Linked DNA regions of Bos taurus: region 2 is linked to region 1. The links are chromatin contacts, called in public Hi-C maps. All regions are on one chromosome and are shown on one strand. The core of a region is the stretch at or near the end of the contact, and the rest is flanking DNA. Distances in the headings are between cores, read along the strand shown. Region 1 overlaps CTNNBIP1 (catenin beta interacting protein 1). Region 2 has its middle 46 kb from the start of TMEM201.

Region 1 (7,071 bases), core at 2,583-5,082:
TCCAGGGAAAGGGTGCAAGGGGCTAGCGAGAGGGGTAGTGGTGGCCTGGACCAGGGTGGCAGTCGAGGAATGGTAATGAGTTCAGGATGCATTTTAAAAGTAGAGTCAGCAGGACTGGCTGATGTGTTGTATGTGGAGTGTGTGTGAGAGAGAAGGAATCAGGAAGACCCTGGGGTTGGAGATGCCATCGCCTGAGGTGAAGGAGGCTGCAGGTGCAGCAGGCTTGACATTCCACCAGCAGTGTATGAGGGTTCCAGTTTCTCCCGAACGCGTGTTATTGTCTGTCTTTTGATTCCAGCTGTCCAAGGATATGAAGCGACGTCTCCTTGTGGTTTTGTTCTGCATTTCCATAACGAATAATGATGTTGAGCATCTTTTCATGCACATGTTGACCATTCACATATCTTTGTTGGAGAAATATCTATTTGAATTCTTTGCCCATTTTAAACATTGAGTCGTTTGACTTTTTATTATTATTGAATTGTGTTATTTATATATTCTTCATATGAATCCCTTACCAGATTTGCAAATATTTTCTCTCATTCTGTAGGTTGTCTTTACTTTTTTTAATAGTATTTTTTGAAGCATAAAAGGTTTTAACCTTGATAAAGCCCAACTTATATATATATTTTTTTTCTTTTGTTAATGGTGCCTTGAGTGTCTTATCTAAGAAACCATTTCCTAACCCAAGACTATGAAGATTTACTCCTGTTTTCTTCTAAGAGTTTTTATACATCAGCCCTTAGAATATTTAGGTCACTGCTCCATTTTAAGTTAATTTTTGTGTATGGCACAAGACAAGGGTTCAGCTTCATCTTTTACATGTAAGTATATCCAATTGTCCGGAGAAGGCAATGGCACCCCACTCCAGTACTCTTGCCTGGAAAATCCCATGGATGGAGGAGCCTGCTAGGCTGCAGTCCGTGGGGTCGCTAAGAGTCAGACACAACTGAGCTACTTCACTTTCACTTTTCACTTTCCTGCATTGGAGAAGGAAATGGCAACCCACTCCAGTGTTCTTGCCTAGAGAATCTCAGAAATGGGGGAGCCTGTTGGGCTGCCACCTATGGGGTCGCACAGAGTCGGACACGACTGAAGCGACTTAGCAGCAGCAGCATATCCAATTGTCTCAGCACCATTTGTTCAATTCTTTCAAATTGAACCCTTGGCACCTTTGTCAAAATTTAATTGACAAAATTTAATTAGTGGTTTATGGAAGGGTTTATTTCTGGATTCTCAATTCTGTTCCCTTGATCTGTTCCAGTTCTACCCAGACTTGTTTACTGTAGCTTTGTAGTAAGTTTTAAAATTCAAAAGTGTGGGTCCAACCTTGTTCTTTTTTCTCAAGATTATTTTGGCTATTCTGGATGCTTTGCATTCCCATATGAATTTTAGGAGTAGGTTGCCAGTTTCTGCAAGAAAGGCAGCTGGGGTTTGATAGAAATTGTGTTGAATTTCGTCCAGCAATGTTTTTTTTTTTTAATTTATTTTTGGTTGCACTGGGTCTTGGTTGCTGTGTGCAAGCTCTCTCTAGTTTTGATGAGCAGTGGCTTCTCTTGTTGGAGAGCACGGGCCCTGGGCATGCAGCCTTGAGTAGTTGCAGCACTTGGGCTCAGTAGTTGCACTTCTCAGGCTCTGGAGCTTGGTAGTAGAGGTGCACAGGCATAGTTGCTCCAAAGCATGTGGGATCTTCCCAGACCAGGGATCGAACCCATGTTCCCTGCATTGGCAGGCAGATTCTTATCCACTGTACCACCAGAGAAGTCCTTAGCAATGTTTTAGACATTGGTGTTTTGTTCTTTTTAGAGTTCAAATTTTGTACTCCATTTGTTAAATTTATTCCTAAGGATTTTATTATTTTTGCTGCTACTGTAAATGAAATTATTTTCTTAATTTCATTTTCAGATTATTCATCCCTAGTTTATAGAAATACAAATGATTTTTGGTATACTGACCTTATATCCTGCAACTTTAACTTATTTATTAGTTCTAGTAGTCTTTCAGTGGATTCCTTAGGATTTCCTATATGTGAGATCCATATCCTCTGCAAATACAGTTTTACTTCTTTCTTTGCAATTTGGATGCCTTTTATTTCTTTTTCTTGTCAAATTGCCCTGGATAGAATCTTAAACGTAGTATTGAATAGAAGTAGTAAGCATGGATTTTGTCTACTTGTTCCTAATCTTGAAAGGGGAGAGCTTTCAATCTTTCACCATTAAGTATGATAAGAGCTATGGGTTTTTAGTAGATGCCCTTTATCTGGTTGAAGAAGTTCCCTTTTATTCCTAGTGTGTTGGGTGTTTTTTTTATCATGAAACGGTGTTGAATTTTGTCAGATGTGTTTTCTGTGTCTATTCGAATGATTATATAGTTTTTGTTCTTTTTTCTATTGATAGGAGTTATTACATTAAGTGATATTGGGGTATTAAACCAACCTTGCATTCCTGGGATAAATGTCACTTGGTCAGAGTATATAATCCTTTTTATATGTTGCTTGCTAGTATTTTGTGAGTGTTCTTGCATACCATAGGTGTTATGAATATGTGTATTCATAAGAGATACTGGTCTGTAGTTCTCTTACCTTGGGATGTCTTCATCTGGTTTTGGCTTTATCTTTTAATGGGTCAGAGAGTATGGTGGAACAGGAGAGACCGATCAGCTTCTCCCCTCCTTTACACACTGCATCTGGTGGGAAAGGACAAATAGAAGCTCTGAGCCCACGTCCAGACAGGGTCAGCAAAAAGTACCAATGGGGTGTACCAGCCTCGTCTATAAAATGAGATGGTAAACCTAGCTGATGGCCCAGAGGCAGTGAGCTGGGCCTGCTGGCTTCTCTAGTATCTTCCTGTTGTGAGCCCTGCATTTCCAGGACAGACAGATCCTCTAAGGAAGGCCCCACATTCTGGCCTCAAAGGAGAAGGAGGGCTCATGAGGGTCAACTTTGGAGATCCCTCCTGGCTCTAAAGTTCTAAGAACTTGAATCATAAAAATGAACTAAGCAGCTCACTCTCCACTGGGTGATCGGCCCCAATTCCTTGGAGGAAGGGGAAGGGCCGTATCCTCGCCTCACAGCCCGCAGGGTCAGGCCCTTGTTGAGTGACAAATGCCAGGCCAACCAGTGTAAGAAAGGTCAGAGGAGGCTCTGGAAGAGCCTGTCTCGCTCTGGGTCCCCAAAGGAAAGTAGATCCCTGGTGGTGAGCCCTGGAAAACAGTGAGTCCTTTAGGAACAGAACAGAGCCGGGGTGGGCAGTGGCTCTGTGGGCCCTTCATGCACTGGCTCCAGCAGCAGAGTGGGAGGCCCTATAAACAGGAGCCGCAGGTCCCCAGCCCTCTCCGCCCCAGCCAGGGATGGGCTGACCAGCTGGCGGAGCAGCCCTGGCGCAGAGGTCTTGTTAGGGAGTTGCTGGAGTCCCTCAGTGACCTTGAGGAGGTGACTTCTTTCTCCACCTCTTAGAGTGCAGCCCAGGTACACTCATCCTGCAGCCCCTGCGTCTGGGCTCCTCCAAGGAACCGATGGCCATTCCCTCTGCAGACTCACTCTTCCCTACTAGGGTGGCCGGTGCTATTTTTGTGCCTGCAGCTCAGCACAGAGGCCCAAGGTCCCTGCAAGCAAGCCCACGGGACAGGCCAGGAAAGCAGTGAGTGGGCTGCCACTGTGCATTGCCTCTTTGCTGACAACTCCCCTTTCACGGTCTCCCTCCAGCCCCTCCTGCTTAGCGAGCTGGAGAGTCGGCACTCGGGAAAAGCCAGCATCTGTTAGGTAACCGGCTCAGCTGCCATGCAGGGTATGATGTAATCTTGGATCCTGTGGTTGCTAGGAAAATTCTGCCCGCAGTGATACTGCGTGGTCCGAGGAGCGAGGCGAGTACAGAATGTTCTCAAGAAGACAGGGGAAGGATTGCTAGGGCTTCCCAAGCATAGGAGCCCGGAGAAGTTGGATGACCCAAGCTTCTTTCTAGAAGCTTGTTCCCCTTGGCGGGAATAGAGGTTGTGCTGGTAGCAGCAGACCGTCAAGTCAGGTGGGGTTGTGCGGCAGGGTGACTCCCCTTGGCAGTGGCACCTTGGTGCTCTGGTGCCAAACTGCAGGCACTTGTCTGTCATGTGACATCCTTCTGGAGGGGCCCTCCTCCTGCAGCACCAGCGCTGGGCACCTCCTCTGCTCCTCCCGGCAGGACAGTTAGGAAGGAGGCACGAAGAAGCTGCCTTGGGAAGTGGCAACTCCCTGTGGCGTGGAAGGAGCTGGCCCACGCCATGCCCTGGGGGGCAGGCGGTGGTGGAGTCCTGCCCTCTCTCCGGTTTCCCATGCCAGCAGCTCCACCAGGCATCGCTCCCCCCACCCACCCCACTACCTCCCGCTCAGTGGCCCCACACCCACTGTGTTGCTGTTCCAACCCTTCCCTCCCAGGGAGAATTCCTCCAGCCGAACAAAACTGACTGCTCTTTAATGTTCAGGGCATGACCAAGAACCTAGGTTTAGAAAAAAGGGGTGAGACGTGGCAGGACCCAGGCAGGGGAGGCAGAGCGGGACCTGCAGGTGACCTCACCTGCCCCACAGGGCCTGTGCTCAGCCTTCTTCCCAGCAGCTCCGGGGGAGGCAGGTCTGCATTCCAGACTCCCCCTCCTCCCTCCTGCCTTTTCTGGCTACAAGTCAGAGCCTGTCTCAGGGAAAACAAGACAAAGGAAGTGGTTTCATGAGACCCTGGACCAGAATCCTCAAATCTACCATGAAAAATAGCAACAGAAAGATTATGGCCATTATCTGTCTCTGTAGGAGCCGGGCTGGAAGTGGGCCTGGCTGTGCTCCTCTGAGTAGGTGATGGGGTTTGGACAAAGAAATGACTGCTAGAAATCAGGAGGGAGATCCTCCAAAGGGATGGAGACGAGAGTCTTAAGAAGGAAGAGGGCGTTTCCCAAGGGCCCCTGGCTTTGGTGACCTTGGACCAAGGGTCACCGGCAGAGAGAGCCCTGCTCAGGACAGCAGCCTGGGTTCTTGTCCTGCTCCCGGCTCTTGGAGGTATAGCCTAGAGTGAGCCTCTGAGCTTCACCCTGGCAACCTGCCGCAAGAGGCCCTGCAGCTGGGTTGCTGGCGAATCCTGGCCAGGCTGTAGGGGAGGCTCAGGAGGGGTAGTGGGTTTCCCAAGAAGCACTTTGTTCTTAGAAAGCACCCCTCCTTCGAGGACTGACACCGCATGGGGGCCGCAGCCCAGTGCCAGATCCAGCAGCGGTTCTCTCCCTATGGTCTGCAGGTGCGGAGGACGTAGTGATGGCGTTTTCCAGGTCGGAGACGGAGGACCGGAGGCAGTAGCTTCAACCCCCGTGGAACACCCTGGAAGCTGGCCAAGGCCAGGGGATCTGTGTGGACCTCACCGCTGAGTGGCAGAGGGTCATCTCCCCTCCCCCTAGCCCCCCACCCCACCCCACTCTGCCCCGCCCCACGGCCACTCAGCATCCTCGGGGGAGACACCAGTGGTGCGGTCACGATTGGCTTAAAGGGACGGACTCAAGATTGGCTGCAGGAAGAAACCTTTTTATTTTTAAATCTTGACCAATGGAAACCTTTTTATTTTTATTTTCTGACTCTTATTTTAAAAAAAGAAAAAAAAATTTGCGCCTCGGGTGTATGGCTTCCCAGGAAGCTCTCCGAGCTCTGGTGCTTTATTTGGGTCACTCTTTAGGAACATGAGGAGGTCCGATTGGCGGCTTAAACTGGAAAAGGATTTGATTGGCTGGCTAATGGGAACCTTTTTTTTTCTTTGATTGGCTGCAGGTATTATGCTGATCACAACAGCTCCTCTTTTGAATGTCGAAAACAGGGTTTGGGACATTGGTTGTTATATTTGACTTGAAAAAAAGAAAGAAAGAAACCAAGTGCGCTTTGCAATATTTATTACACAAAGAGCCTGCTGCTGTTTTCACGTGTTTTGTGTTTGCCTTCCACTGGTTTAGACGTGTTTCGTTTTCCATTGGCTCACCCGTGACTTCTGTCACCATGGGCCACCCACCCGACTTGTGGTGGGTAGGCCCTCTCCAGTGGGGTGGTGGGGGAGGTCCACCTGGAGAGTGCATTTGCATTAATGAGCACACCTGGCTTCATCAGCAAGGGGACCTCCCCGCTCAGGACCCCAAGCAGGATCCACAGCTGGAAAACAGAGCCCCCAAGGTTGTCCTGAATGAGCAGCCCAGAGCCTAGAGGAGACCATTCACCAGGATCACTTCTGCAAGTTGGCAACCAGCCAGCCTCCCTCGGTGAGAATGGAATTGCTCACTTGCACCGTCCGGGCCTCTCCAGCCTGCCCTCTGGGCAGGGTGCCTCTTTCCCTTCTTCAGTCATCATTCCCTCTGTAGCCAACTTCCTGAGATCTCATCGGGCAGGAGCTGCTCTCAGCTCTAAGACTCAAAACGTAGCAGAGGTCTCTGCCCGGGAACCCAGAACCCACACCAAGGTCTCAGGTTGGCTTACAAGGCCCAGGAGGCCTTTGGCTCCAACCACTCCACCACCACCACCTTCGCCCCCAGGCTCCTCCCTCAGTGTGTGCTGCCAGTGGGTCCTGATCAGCCCCCAGAGGCCTCTCATCTGAGGCTGCACCCTTCACTTCAGAAGACTCTCCCACATGGCAGCTTGGAAGGGACAGGGGACAGTGTCATTGTTTATAAAGTGCTTGCTGGGACAGTCTGCTGGGCCTTCACTGAACAAGTCCCACCAGGCTGGCCCTCCACGCCGGCCCCCAGAAACACACTACAGAGCACTGAAAGGTCTTTGAAGGGCTGCAGGAACCCCAGGTCTTCCCAGCTGCCCTCCTCCTCCCCTGAAGGCGGCCGTCCTGCTTCCTGCATCTCTCACTGGAGGGGAATGTGGGTGAGGAATTGAGAAGGATGCGGGCCTGGGGAGGGGAAGTCTCCACCCATGCCCCCCACACCCCCACCCCTGGAGGGCATAGACAGCTGAGGCCTGCTTCTTGCCCCAAGAACCCAGAGCCAGGAGAAGACACTCAGAGCCAAATTTCCCCTTCTCAGGGTGGTCATGGAGCATGGGAACCGAACGCTTGCATGTCTAGGGCCCAAGCTGGGGAG
Region 2 (7,071 bases), core at 2,721-5,220, 190 kb after region 1:
CAATGCAGGGTACCTGAGTTTGATCCCTGTTTGGCGATCTAAGACTCCACATGCTGCAGGGCAACTAAGCCTGAGCACTGCTCAACTACTGAGCCCACATGCCACAACTAGAGAGAAGCCCTGATGGCACAGTCTGACACAGCCAAAAGAAAATAAATATATTTAAAAAAGAATCCACACTTCCAATGCAGGGGACTCAAGTTCAATCCCTGGTAGGGGAACTAAGATCCCATGTGCTAGGCAGCACAGCCAGAAAAAAAGTGTAAAAAAAAAAAAAAAGACTAAAGAAATCAGAGAGGCTGCTGAGCAAGAGAGATTGAGAGACGACCCCTAAAGCAGGTGCATGGAGAGGAAGTGAGGATCACAAACAAGAATGAAGATTTGGGCAACTTTTCAGCTCTCATCTTTTTGAGGTCCCGATGTGTCCTTGCCCTTGGGTTCTTCTGAAAACCCCCTACATCCTTAAGCCTGCCTTTCACATGCTGCTTAAAATCTGGACCCACTTCCCAGACTTGCTGTGATAAATGACTGCAATCTGGATGGTTCAAAACAACAGAAATTTGTTCCTTCACAATTCTGGAGGCTAGATGTTTGAAACTGAGGTGTTGGCAGGGTGGGTTCCCTCCAGAAGTTCTGAGAGGGAATCTCCTCCATGCCTCTCTCTTGTGTTTATCAACCAAATCTCTGCCCATCTCCAAAGGGCATTCTCCCTGTGCCTCTGTCCCTTTGTCTGAATTTCCCTCTTCTTATAAAGACACACTCATCCAGCACAACCTCGTCTTGACTCATTAGATCTGTAAAAACTTATTTCCGGTTAAGGTCCTATTTCGAGGTTGCAGTGGGCATGAATTTTGGAAGGCCAATAGTTCACCTAGTACAAACTCTCTTGAGTTGGGTTCTGTTATTTGAAACAATCAAACATTAATAAATCCCAGTTAAAACAGACATTCCTATCAGAAGGAGGGTGTTGAAAGAAACAGCTTTTCAAAGAAACCAGGTATCTCTTTCAAAAATGTTACAGAAGGATAGTTGATTTACACTGTGGTGTTAATTTCTTCTGTACAGCAAGGTAACTCAGTTGTATATATACATTCTGTTTCATATTCTTCTCCATTATGGTTTGTCACAGCATATTAAATATTGAAACTATATGACTTGAAGCAGAATGAAGGGCAGTGAGGAATCCCTGTCCTGGGAGAGGACACCAGCAGGTCTTGCTATGTGGTAATAGATCAGTTCAATTATTTTCAATGGTCTCATGAGGCCCAGAACTTGTGCTCATCAAGGCTGAAACTTTAGGAAACTTGGTAGCAAAATGTCCAGGCTATCAGTCTGTCTGTTACATCTAGCTATCTTTAGAAGGTGCTACAAGGTGAGTTCAGTTCTGTTCCATTCTTCTAAAGATCATGAAAAAAGTGGGGCAAATATTGAGCTCCGTTAAGGGAGATTCCTTTTTCCCTATAGCAGGTGACTATCCAGGGTCCGCTAACCATGCCCATGCTATGAGCTGCAGCCTCGGTGTCCGCCTCACCTGTTTCGAACACGCATGTTGGCACGCATGCATGTTAACAGAAGAAGAACAGTCTGCAAGCTCAGCAGTTGGAATGGGGATAACTGGGAAAGGCCTGGGAGTGAACAGTCCTCAATGTCTGGTCCCTCTGAAGCCTCCCATTGCCAAGTGACCTGAGGGCAGGAATGGGTAACATTCCAAGTATATTTATTTATTTTTTAAAATTTTATTTATTTATTTATTTTTGGCTGTGCTGGGTCTTCATTGCTGCTCAGGCTTTTCTCTAGTTGCAGCGAGTGGGAGCTGCTCTCCAGCTGTGGTGCGAAGGCTTCTCATTGCGGTGAGCCTTGTGGAGCACAGGCTCTAGGCGCTCGGGCTTCAGTAGTTGTGGCACGTGGGCTCAGTAGCTGTGGTGCAGAGGCTTAGTTGCTCTGCGGCATGTGGGATCTTCCCATACCAGGGCTTGAAACTCTGTCTCCTGCGTTGGCAGGTGGATTCTTAATCACTGAGCCCCCAGGGAAGCTGACAAGAATATTTAGAGAAAGAAATCTTCCTTCCATCCTAAGTCAGATGATGATTCCCCTTCTCATCTTTAGGTTGAAAGAAGAAGCTTGCCACCCTGCTTGTTGCTGAGAAACCCCAGCCCTGGGGCACAGTCTAGCCTAAGGCCGAGCATTGAGCTGGACAGGAGGATTTCATGGAATTGGATGTTGGTAGATGACATGACCCACAATAAAATTGACAGGCCACCACCTCAGGTTTCATGAGGGTTGACACTCCAGGAAACCCTGAAGCCTGGAAGTTGGGGCTTGTGATGTCTTAAACTCTGGGCAATTCCTAGGCTCAAGTACTGGTACCAACAAGAAGCCGCCTGATGGGGCAGCTGCATCCTTTTCTAATTTTCTTTTCTACTTCTTCTTTTTTTTTTCTGTGCAGCACGCAGGATCTTAGCTCCCTGACCAGGGATTGAACCCATGCCCCCTGCAGTGGAAGCACAGATCTTAACCACTGAACCACTGGAATGTCCATGCATCCCCTCCTAGAAAGAGCCTTCTCTGGTGGTCCAGTGGTTAAGACTCTGTGTTTCCAATGCCAGAGTTGAGGGTTCAATCCCTGGTCAGGGAACTAAGATTCCACATGCTGCATTGTGTGGCAAAAATGAAAAAAAGAAAGAAAGAAAACAAAAAGTCTTCCCAAGAACCTCACAAGGTCAGGACTGAAAAACTCTAGACAAGGGATCTCCTCCCAGTGGACAGAACCTGGGGCAGCCACCTTTGCCAACAAGGGGGCCAAGGAAGTTAACCAGCCAAGCAAACCCCACATGATAGCTTGCTCCTAAAACTTCATTCACTCTGCTCATCTAGAAGGCTGTTTTGTGTGCTCTGTACGGTGCTGCCTTTTTTTGATCTGTAGATCAAGTACAGTTGTTGTTCAGTAACCAAGTCATGTCCGACTCTTTGTGACCCCATGAACTGCAGCACGCCAGGCCTCTCTGAGCCTCACCATCTCCCGGAGTTTGCCCAAGTTCGTGTCCACTGAATCAGTGATGCCATCCAACCATCTCGTCCTCTGCTGCCCCCTTCTCCTTCTGCCTTCAGTCTTCCCCAGCATCAGGATCTTTTCCAATGAGTCAGCTGTTTGCATCAGGTGGCCAAAGTGCTGGAGCTTCAGCATCAGTCCTTCCAATGAATATTCAGGGTTCATTTCCTTTAGAATGGACTGATTTGATCTTCTTGCTGTCCAAGGGACTCTCAAGAGTCTTCTCCAGCACCACAGTTTGAAAGCACCAGTTCTTCAGCAATCAGCCTTCTTTAGATCAAGTACGGTAGGGTAGGTTAAATTGATCATTTATTGGGGCTGGTGCACTGGGATGACCCAGAGGGACGGTATGGGGAGGGAGGTGGGAGGGGGGTTCAGGATTAGGAACACGTGTACACCCATGGTGGATTCATGCTGATGTATGGCAAAACCAATATAATATTGTAAAGTAATTAGCCTCTAATTAAAATAAATAAATTTAAATTAAAAAAAAATAAATTAATCATTTAGTCTATTGATTGAGGGGGATCCTGAGGAGCCACCATAGAGGAGATTCAACAGAAATAGAGGGGGTGGGGGACTTCCCTGGTGGTCCAGGGGTTAAGACTCTGTGCTTCCAGTGCAGGGGACACGGGTTCGATCCCTGGTGGGGAAACTAAGAGTCCACATGCTGTATGGCTTAGCCAAAAGATTAAAGAGAAAGTAAGAAGAACACAGACGGGGTGGGGATCAGCTAGGGACGAAGCCTAGGGCACGGTGGTTTGAAAGATTTGGGTTGCTGCACAAGGGTGAGGCATCTGTGGTTAAGGTTGCGGTGTCAGGTTAAGCAAGTGTAACTGGAGATGCCTTGGGAAAGACACTGGAGAACAGCAAAGGGTGTAGGGGCGGGGCAGGACAGACAGTCCATCTGTTCCCCTTTTCTGGTCACCCTCTCTCATGTGGTCACGGGGACAGGCAGCTTGGCACAGGAGCCTGACCACTAGCCATAGTCCTCTGGGTTAGAGGGCTGATTCAAAAGTGAATAGTCAACTCCTTTCTGGGAGGATGGGCTTGGGACCTGAAAACAGTTCTATCTGGGGCAAGGGATCCAGGGCCCCACACTGGGAACCAGCAGGACCTCTGTCCTTTCTCTCTCTTGCCCACAGGCCCCTGACCATTCTCTTGGGTAAAGCCTGACTTGTCCAGCTGTGATTGTATCGTTCATTCATCTGATTCATTCAGTGCTGCAGGTGGGTCAGTGGGGACCAGCCAACAGTGCCGAGAGAGTGTCCAGGGGTGTTTGGTTCTGGGACCTCAAAGCTGGGCTGTGTCTCTGGGTTCCATGTGTACACACTATACCCTTGCCACGGAGTCCTCGTTCTTCCTTCAGCTGACAGGGCTGATTTCTGATTCTCGGAAACCTATGTGTGGTGGGAAAGTGACCTATACTGGGTATCAGGTGAGGTTGAGGTTCAAGAACAAGATTGTTGTTCAGTTGCTGAGTCATGTCTGACTCTTTGTGACGCCATGGACTGCAGCACACCGGACATCCCTGTCTTTCACTATCTCCCAGATTTACTCAGATTCATGTTCATTGAGTCGGTGATGCTATCTAACCATCACATCCTCTGCTGCCCTCTTCTCCTTTTGCCTTCAATCAAGAGCAAGGAAGTCATCAGAAAATCAGAGTCAACCAGCTGACCCCCAGGGTTGCGGGCCATCCTCCACGTGGCACCCTGAACTGTGACTTGAAGCTCCAGGATACCCCAGGCTTGCTCTCTGACTCTGGGCCTTTGCTCATGCTTTTCCTTCTGCCTGGAGTGCCCTTCCCCACTCCTCTTTCTGTCCCTCCCCACCACTTTATTTGCTTGACTATTCAGCACAGGTGTTACCTGGCTGGCTCCCTCACTCAGAGGGAACCCCCAGTCTATTCCAGGCTATGCCATTCCCACTGCAGACTTGGGTGACCGCCTGCATACTCAGCTGCTCCCTGGGAGCAGGGACTTTGTACGGATGTGGCCTGACTCCCTGGCTGCGAACTCCGTGTCAAGCAAGTGAGTCTGTAGAAATGCTGAATGAATGAATGACACAGTCATGGCTGGACAAGTCAGGCTTTGCCCAGGAAAATGGTCAGGGGCCTGCGGGCAAGGGAGAACAAGGACAGAGGTCCTCCTGGTCTCCGCCAGTGTGGAAACAGCCCTTTCATTTCTTCCCAGCAGGGTCGTCAAACCCAGTGACACTGAAACCTGATGTTCAGAGAACATCAGGGAGGCAGGGAGGCTGGGCCACCTTTCGGAGTGGCCCCTCCGCCCCTCGTATCAGCAGAGGTGTGGCTGCAGTCTGGATCAGTCCATCCCTCAGGCCTGCCCCAAGCATAGGAACGCTGCTTCCTGATTGAGAGTGAGAACATATTACCCCCTCCTCCTTTTATCAGGCAGCCTCCTAGCCTCCCCCTCAACCAGCCTCCCAGCCCCTAGCAGGCTAGTTGGAGCCCACAGAGTCCAGATCTCGCAGCTGGGAGGCAGGGCACACGGCACACAGTACACTCCTCTTTCCTGCTTCCCCAGTTCGCCTTCCCAGCAGGCCTCCGCCTTCACCCACCACCCCCCAGCACGGCCTGATGAAAGAGCAATGGTGCAAAATTCGTTGGGGAGAAAAACAGGAAGTGGAGCCGGAGAGCTCGGCTGCAGAAGCTCTACCCCAGCGGAGACTGTGGCAGCCCCCTGCCACCCGCGGCCTTACAGGAAAATGGTGAGGGGCAGCCCCAGCCCAGGCGTCGTTGGCGGAGGTGGGGGTGAGGAGACAATCTGGTAAGGACCCTTTGTGCGTGAGGGGCTTCATTCCTAGGTCAAACTTCACACCTGCATCCTGCACTTCACATCTTTTCTCACCTACTCAGGACAACTCCTCAACGTTGGTACCTTTACCCCATCTTACAGATGAGGAAATAAACCCAGAGAGGTTAAGTGACTTGACCGAGGCCACACAGCCTTTCCCACGGCTGGGTCATGGCTCCTTGATTCTTTCTCAGGCTTTGATTTCTATTTGTGGTGTGTTTTCGTTCTGGGCCTGTGAGCTCTCAGTGGGTGAGGGGAGGGTGTGTGTGGTGGGGGAGGGCTGTTTCTGGCTCCTGCATCTGAGCACATCTGAGCTGGTGGGAAGACAGGGAGCAGGGCCGGCAGCTGAGGGCCTGGTTCCTGGAATGTGTGAGATGGAAGGAGCAGGAGAAGAGCAGAGGCGAGCCCCAGACGGGGTGTCGGGTGGGGGGAGGCACTGGAATAACGGCCTCTGAGTGAGGCTCCCCAAATACTAAATCAGGTGTTTACGACCTCAACTGGCCGACTATCCAAAGGACTCAGAACTCCAGCTGAGTTCAGAAGCCACTTTCCCTCCCAGGCCTGGAACTCAGGGAGCCCCAATTCTCTCTATGTGTCCGTGTCTGAGAAGCAACATCCAAATGGGGCCCAGGGGAAAGAAGCAGGACTTGAGGTGGCCTGAGTGCAGCAAGGTGATGGCAGGGGGAGGTTTACCCCACAAAGGCCGCTCTCCACCCAAGCCCAAGCTCTCACTTGGACCCCTGCTCTCCCCGACCCGGGGATCATGAAGCCTGTCTCACTCTGTCTGCCCCATCCTGGGACAGACCCTGGACTGCAACCTGGGGCTTCTGGGGACCTCCCCACGGAGTTCCCACCCTAAGTCTCTTCCTGCCCAGGTCTGCCCCCAGATCTTGACCCACGGGCTTCAGCCCCACTTGCCACACGCACCTGCTTTCTGGTCACCCCCTCTACCTCCAGCTGTCGGTGGGCACCCCTTCTCCCCAACATTCCACAGAGCTGTTCCGCCCCTGTGCAAGGTGCTGCTGCCCTGCAGTCCCCTGAGGTGGAAACTACGGTGTCGTGCTGTGGCCTTTGTGTGCCGCCGCTGCCACCGGGCGACCTCCCGGAGATAGGGCGCCCTTCCCAGAAACGTCTGGGCTGTGAGACCACAGGGCCCAGTGCTCTCCCCGTGGGCTGCAGGCGAGAGGGGCTCCTGCCTCAGCGTCA

What was found. Hi-C and Micro-C count contacts between places; a contact is called where the count stands out from the background.
Region 2: a contact with region 1 is called in a Hi-C map of skeletal muscle, with 4 times the contacts expected there. The contact joins two enhancer-like sites. A contact is called at or near these places in 3 of 11 Hi-C or Micro-C datasets (liver, skeletal muscle and an unstated tissue).

What each region holds. Positions count from the first base shown.
Region 1 is chr16:43,669,554-43,676,624 of ARS-UCD2.0, forward strand. It overlaps CTNNBIP1 (catenin beta interacting protein 1), which reads left to right. Exons shown (of 4, transcript NM_001037142.1): 4 at 5,247-5,587. The coding sequence ends at 5,305. Among named protein-coding and RNA genes, the nearest start is that of CTNNBIP1, 16 kb to the left of the region's middle. Within about 2 kb of position 3,833, at least 28 of the 102 cell types and tissues checked have an H3K27ac peak or open chromatin away from gene starts, as enhancers often do. A contact at or near this core is called in skeletal muscle, where this site is marked.
Region 2 is chr16:43,862,426-43,869,496 of ARS-UCD2.0, forward strand. No RefSeq gene overlaps it. Among named protein-coding and RNA genes, the nearest start is that of TMEM201, 46 kb to the right of the region's middle. Within about 2 kb of position 3,971, at least 11 of the 102 cell types and tissues checked have an H3K27ac peak or open chromatin away from gene starts, as enhancers often do. A contact at or near this core is called in skeletal muscle, where this site is marked.